2 separate regions of the Zea mays genome follow, and region 2 is linked to region 1. A link is a contact called in public Hi-C data. All regions are on one chromosome and are shown on one strand. The core of a region is the stretch at or near the end of the contact, and the rest is flanking DNA. Distances in the headings are between cores, read along the strand shown.

Evidence for each region. Hi-C and Micro-C count contacts between places; a contact is called where the count stands out from the background.
Region 2: a contact with region 1 is called in a Hi-C map of ear, with 3 times the contacts expected there. The contact joins the promoter of LOC103638537 here to the promoter of LOC100274139 in region 1. A contact is called at or near these places in 2 of 25 Hi-C or Micro-C datasets (ear and tassel).

The regions. Positions count from the first base shown.
Region 1 is chr9:62,607,695-62,611,301 of Zm-B73-REFERENCE-NAM-5.0, reverse strand. LOC100274139 reads left to right here and starts at 1,804. Exons shown (of 8, transcript NM_001148517.1): 1 at 1,804-1,937; 2 at 2,842-2,925; 3 at 3,051-3,265. The coding sequence starts at 1,887.
Region 2 is chr9:63,341,542-63,345,148 of Zm-B73-REFERENCE-NAM-5.0, reverse strand. It overlaps LOC103638537 (Extra-large G-protein-like), which reads right to left and starts at 2,017. Exons shown (of 5, transcript XM_008661424.2): 1 at 1,575-2,017; 2 at 1-335. The coding sequence starts at 1,710.

The sequences.
Region 1 (3,607 bases), core at 555-3,054:
TATATATATATATAGGTATTGTTATAACACAACTTTGTTATTTTTTATGATTAAACTGAAGATACGATGATATGCATACCAATTTGAAGTTATGCATTATTGAAAATATATATGTTGCAATGATCCGTTATCTTCAGAAAGCAGGTAGCACAATGTAAAGGATAACTATACGTGCATGTATTATACCTAGTTACAAAACAATAAGATGCTAAAGAAGGAGATTAAAAAGGGTCTTATGCCAAATGAACACAGGAAGACAAAGAATCCATCGAAATAGACAATTGGTGCCAAGGCATCAATTAGCAGCCAAACATTTATTTTATTTTTTTTTGGATGCGAAGGGCGGCGAGCTTATTTTCCAATCATCCATTCAACGCAATGGATGTGCTCACAAACTTTCTTTTGATGTACACGAACTTATAATGGTCTACGATGCAAAACTTGTGTAAATGTTCTAGGTCCTTTGTGCTAAAAGGATTTAAAAGAAATAAGGTTGAAGTACTATAATAAACTACTATCAAGTGATGAACAAATTGAAACAGATTAGACATCCTAAGCGTCATATAACACAGTTTTTCCATTTTTAGGCAGCGCCAAATCAGCAAGCAAGCTTTGTTTTTGGGCACCAAAGGCAGCAAGCTAACATTATAGAGTGATTAGATTACATTCATTACATATTTTGTTGGGAACAAAGCATGGTTAGAACATACGAGCCTTTTCATGTCACTTTCAACAACACAAAACAATAAAAACATTGGCCAACGAGGGCTAGGTCAGTTGTAAGTGCTTCTTTTTTCTCTCCAAAACACAGCTGAATATGGATGCGTGGAAAACATTATATTCTAAGGTGGACCAAGGACAAATTTGAGATCGTTAGTTTTTCTCAAAAAATAGAGAGAACAACTCTTTCAGAACCCTTTATCGAAAGAGGCATCTTTGTCGGGCTCCTACTTCCATACCAAATGCAGCACCTTTTCCCACCCATGGAATCGATTCACTTGGATTCACATTTACTACAACTCTTACAATAACTGAAACCGAGGAAATGCAAAACGCATGGTCGCGCGGTGGAGGAGACAAACAACAGTACCTCAATGGTGGCGAGCGGGGCCTTGTTGAGCCGTTTGAGGTGGTTACGCACCTGGTGCCGTCGCATGTAGCTGCCAACGGCACTGCCTCAGCGTCAGTGGCTGGCCTCCGGTATTCCCTGCCGCCTCCGCTCCGTCGAAGAAGAGCGCTGCCACCAGGCTAGCGGAACAAAGCACGTCCCCGTCGCTGCCATTGATTCAGTTTCAGTGCCACTCCCCATCCGAGCAACCGAAACGACGATGGTCATACAAACGGGTTTTCTTTTTTCCAATCGCGTCTTCTAGAATGCTTCCGTCGTGTGGAGAAGCCAAAATTCGTCCTATCCTGGGACGATGGCTGTTGAAGGAGCACTGGCCGTTAAAGGAGAATCGTGTGACTGAGGTGAGAAAGGATGACGTGGACACACAGAAGTTCAGTTTTCCGTCCGTCTTTGATATATAGAAATTCTTCTAAACTTACTAGCTACTATTTACATTCTAGATGTTGTATATATTATATGTTTTTTGTACGGTACACTTGCATTCGTTCCTATTTCACTCTCCCTCTCACTGGTTTTTTCGAATATTTTGTACGTGGTTGCAAATTAAATTAAGAGCAACTACCTACTAATCTATAGTTATTTTGGCAGAATTGAATGTAGTAGCCTCGTAGGGCCAACATGACCGAACTCAAAATGTGCAGCCCACCTCCAATCCCGTAGAAGATAGTGCTGCCCTGCCGAATGCCGCCCACCTCCAATCCCGTAGAAGACAAAGAGAGAGGGAGAGAACTGGACGGCGGCGGCGGCGGAGACGACGATGCAGTGGTACTTGGTGGCCGCGCTCCTCACCATCCTCACCAGCTCCCAGGCAATCCCCCAAACCCTACATATTTCGTCGATTCCCCTTCCTTGCTTTTTGGTTTGCTTCGATTACACCATAGTGTCTTAGATCTGTCGCCAAGCTGGGATTGGTTGTGAACTTTCGGTTGCTTCCCATTTGGGTCTTTGATGAGATGCACTGTGGATTAGGCGTCCTAGGTTGCTGGATCGGCAGTTTATGTTTTCGAGCGGAGTCGCCATACCCTTTGTGAAGAAAGACGCGGTTCAGATGACTCGTGATTGTTACCCTGGATTCCAGGGCAGATTGATTGTCGTCGAGAAGCTTGGTATTGGTTATCTGGTGAGATACATGGGATGATTTGGTGGAATTGTGGAATGAGAAATGACATGCTTGTGATGCTGTGCTGTGGAAATCTCTCTCAAGTGAGGGAACATGATCATGTGCAGGACTGCAGACTAGAGCTAAGGACTTTTGGCAGCATCAAGCCATGGTTAAACAGGATTGGAAAGTTGCACAACAACAACAACAAAGCTTTTTATCCCAAACAAGTTGGGGCTGGCTAGGATTAAAAATCCAATAGAACCCACAAGTCAAAGTTTGGAGACATGGATAACTGATTTTCATGCACTTCTATTCAACACTCTTTTTTTTGTATATCCCATCCTTTCAAGTCTTCTTTTACTGCCTCTTCCTATGTCAACTTGGTTCTTTCTCCCCCTCCCTTCCAGGGACGGAGCCAGAAAAAAACCCTCTCTGCTCTCTTCTTATTGCTATTGTGCCGTAGAACCCACTGCACGCTGATGTCTCTGGAGGTCTTCGTTGGACATGTTTAAACCATCTCAACCAATGTTGGACAGGCTTGGAAAGCTGCACATGATTTGTTTTAGATTTTTAGTTCCAATGTGTCTAATCAGCTTATCTATATATGCAGGGAATATTGACCACCCTTTCCCAGAGCAATGGCAAATACAATTATGATTATGCCACAATTCCTTTTTTAGCTGAGCTCTTCAAGGTAAATAATTTATATTTAATCTTTGATAGCCTCATACCCATTTTTAATCATAATGATGAATACATGTGTAGACGGTGCAGTGGTTCATCATTTATTGTGCTAACATTGCGCTATTCTTGGTGCAGTTATCTGTCTCAGGCTTCTTCCTCTGGAAGGAATGCCATTCTTCATCTCCACCAAGGATGACAAAGGAATGGAGGAGCGTGCGACTATATGTTGTTCCTTCAGTTATATACCTCATCCACAACAATGTCCAGTTTGCGACATTGACCTATGTTGACCCATCTACCTATCAGATAATGGGAAACTTGAAAATTGTCACGACTGGGATTTTGTTTAGGTGTGCAATTTGTCTGCTGACTGAAATGCTCATTCTTTTATGCTTAACACCATTCCATGATAGAATTCCTATTTCATTTCCTATTATGCTCTGTACCATGCCTTGAAGGAAATTCCATTTCAGGATTTTCTTTGTATTAGTGAATCAAAGACTTTTAAGTGCACAAGTGCTATTGAAATAGTTAACTAATTATAATTTAAGCATTGGAGGGAGTTTGGGTTTGTTTCTACTATAACCTTAGGCAGTTACCTCACATGTACCACCATTTATCGTCTGAATAGTGAATACATCATGCATTTTAAGATTATGCTCGACCACAAGACATCACTTCCACATCGCATG
Region 2 (3,607 bases), core at 768-3,267, 730 kb before region 1:
ATTGATTGGAGACTTCGGGGACATGTCTCTTACTCTCAATGATTGCCCCATTTCACCATTCTCGCAATAACGAATGTGTCGGTACTTTGCCTCCTTGCCATCATCTCTAATAGAAGTGTTCAGATTTGAGGGACTTGGCCCTGTCTGAATCCTATCATGATTGCCATAAACTGGTTTGCTATGTACATCTGCAATCTTACTGGTTTCTGACTTATCAGTAGTACTAGCTCCATGTTTTCTTGCAGATGCCTGTGGAATACACTCCAGTACTTCAAGGTATTTCACATTTCCATTGTCAGCATCATCTGAAGATTGGGCTGAATTCTTCTTCTTTGCTGTAAAATTTTCAGCATAGGAAGATGTTATTGTTCCACTTTATGACAGTTAAATTAGCCATTAAAAAAGGAATGCTAATGACTACCAAATCATATTGTGATATTTAAAAAGGAGCTCAAAACGATGAGCCAAAGAAGACTAGTTCTGCAAGACTGGCCAAAGGCATTACTTTGGCTCCTCGTTGACCTCAAAAGGAACCTTAGCTACAACCGGGGACTAAATCACCAGAATGCAGCAAAAATCCTAAATTAATCACTCTGATGGTAGGGTATATTGGGTATGCAAATAACTGAATCAACTAATTTACAATGTATAGGTCAAATTCAACTTATGTTTTTTTCAATCCCAATGCAATATATTTAAGAAGTAACAACAGCTACAAATGACCCTATTAGGCTTGTTCGGTTATTTCCGTTCCATATGGATTGGAGGGGATTGATATAGATTGGGAGGGATTTTGACTTACTAGGGATTGAAACCGACTCAATCCCCTTCAATCCATATAGATTGGGGTTGAACCGAACAAGCCCTTACGGTGAAGGGAGACCCTCCGCAGTTACATTTGGTCACTGACGTGTGGGCTCAGGCCTAGGCCGGACCCACACGTCACTGACCCATTGCACTTATGCACTTACAGCGGAGGATCCGCTCGCCAGCACAACACGGCACAGGCTAGATTTTCAGCTTTACTTTTTTGTGTGTGCAAGAAAATAGGGCCATGGTTCTTCCACTTCAAATCTGAAGGATGATAATATGCTCTTCAAAGGAGGCTACAAAATTTCAGAACATAACTTAGAAACACATCAAGAATTTCAATTTGTTCCTAAGTTATCCTAAAAGCAAATGAAATGTTTACGTTTGCTTCTAGAAATGGAGCAAACATTTCCCAAGAAACATAAATTCAAACTTGATCCTGCAAAAATGGAGTAAGGCTTTCTTGGAAAAAATAAAAGTTTAGATTGTGCTCCTGGGGTGGACTAAACAATTCCTGAAAGGTCTAGCATATTACATTGGCCCATAAGAAGTGAAGTAATTTTTTTCTCCAAAAAAGAAGTTTACATTAGTTCTACAAACCAGAGAAGGCATTCAAACCGAAATTTTAAGTCTCTCTCCTGCTGCCTTGCAGATGTCAGTCACTCAGAGATGAAATCCATTTGGGATGCTGGACTGCTGGGCAACGGAGTACAGGGGATTAAACCAAATCTTGTGCTAGCTTGCAGGAAAGAGTAAGACCGCACCTTGGAGAGTGGCGCCGCATCCGCCGCAGACGTAGACGGAGTAGGCGGGCAGCTCTGGCAAGAACTTGTCGCACTTGGGGCACCGCACCAGCCGTATCCGCGCCACCGCCTCGGCCGCCGCTGCCTCGCCTTCCATTCCCGCAGTTTTCCCTTCACCGAAAAAGTCCCACCTCCTTGGCCCCTCCGGTCACAGGAAGCGCCGCCGCCACATCAACCCAAGAAACAAACAGGGAGGTGACGCCCCCAAAACCCCACCCCCAAGAAGTTCAAGGTCGAAACAGGAACACCAGACGTCCGGTTGCCAAGGACCCCGACCAACCAAGAGCGCCAAGAACCACGGTCTGGCCACCGGACGGAGCAACCTCGGCGAGGAGATGTGTACGTCAGTATGTGAAGGAGCTGAACCGCTGAAGCCGGGGGAGAGGAGGAGTTATTTGAGTTTGTAACATTCTCGTCACGCGGCTTCGCCAGTTTATTACTCCGCAGCTGTGCTTCACTAGTTTGGTATTATGAAGCACACATCCACGCCAGATTGGAACTATTAATCTTTCACCCTCTGTAACTTTTTATGAGCTACGGTAAAAGTCAATTTTGTCCCTGCCGGCGCTGCTGTAGCCAGCCCCAGCCCAGCGCGCTCTCGTAGTGCTCCATCCCCTCCGCCGCCAGCTTCACGCCGCCCCGGTACCCCGCCATGGCGTGCCACACGTACACGTACCTGACGCCGTGCTCGCGCTTCGCGTCCTCCACCAGTAGCTTCAGCCCAGGCGTTTGTGCCTGCTGCTCGCCGCCGTCGTCGCACTGGCGAGCCTGCACGACACGCACCATTGCAGACCAAACTGAGCCTCACTTGCCTAATTCGAATCGATGTCTCGTCGATAAAATCACGAAAAGGAAGGAGGAGAATGAGGTGAAATCCAATCAGTACTATTTGCAGTTTGCTTGCATGCCAATGGCCAAATGTCCGCCACTGGCATGGTTTCCGGCCTTTCTCCCGTACTCACCTCCCCGTGCGGTGGCACCTGAAGGAGAGGATGACGAAGCAGAGCACCCTGTACCCGACCACGAAGCCGAGCATGACGCCCAAGCTGCTCCACCGCATGCGCTCCCTCATCCCCTGCTGCCGTAGCAGCCCCGCGCCGTCGAGCACGCAGAGTCCCCCCGCGCCGCCGGCCGAGGCGAGGCACTCCCTGGCGCCGCGCGCGCCGCTGTACTCGTTCACCACAGGGCCTCGAACGCGCCAGACGACGAGCGCGCAGTAGGCGAAGGCGGCGGGCTCGCGCGCCAGGCCCACGAGCCAGTACACGGGCGCCGCGTACAGCACCGCCGCGGCGAGGAGGAACGGCAGGAAGACGGCGGCGTTGGAGGTGACGTACGAGGACACGCGGTAGGCGCCGCGGGAGGTCTCCCGCTCCAGGATGCGGCGCTCGTGGAGGAACACGGGCAGGGCCTCGGTGGTGGAGGTGAGCAGGTAGGTGAGGTTGAAGGCGAAGAAGCCGAGGCGGGACTGCAGGTCGGTGGTGCCCAGGACGATGCTGCCGAGGAACGCGCCGACCAGCACCGACTGCGCCATCCGCGCCGCGAACAGCTGCGGCGTCCGCAGCACCGTCTTCACGAACCGCCCCGCCAGGATGCGCACTCCGCCGCCGGCGAGTTGGCGTACCCCGCGCGCGGCCGCGCGGGCACGGACGCGGGTACCGGCGCGGCGACGTCTTGTCGGTTCGCTGGAGTGGCGGCGGTGATCGTGGTGACCGCCGTGGCTACGGCGACGGGCACCAGGAGGCAGTCCGCTGCGCGGGCACCGTCTGTTCTTTCTCGCGGCTAGGGGTAGATTAGTACATAGGAGTACATAACCTTCATCAAGCGTAAGAGAACAGACGGTTATATAGGGCGGAAGACTAACAGTCCCAATCTGGCACGTTTGTGTGCTCCATAATACCAAACTGGCGAAGCACAGCTGCGGAGTAATAAATTGGCGAAGCCGCGCGACGAGAATGTTACAAACTCAAATAACTCGGGAGAGGAGAAAACAGCGC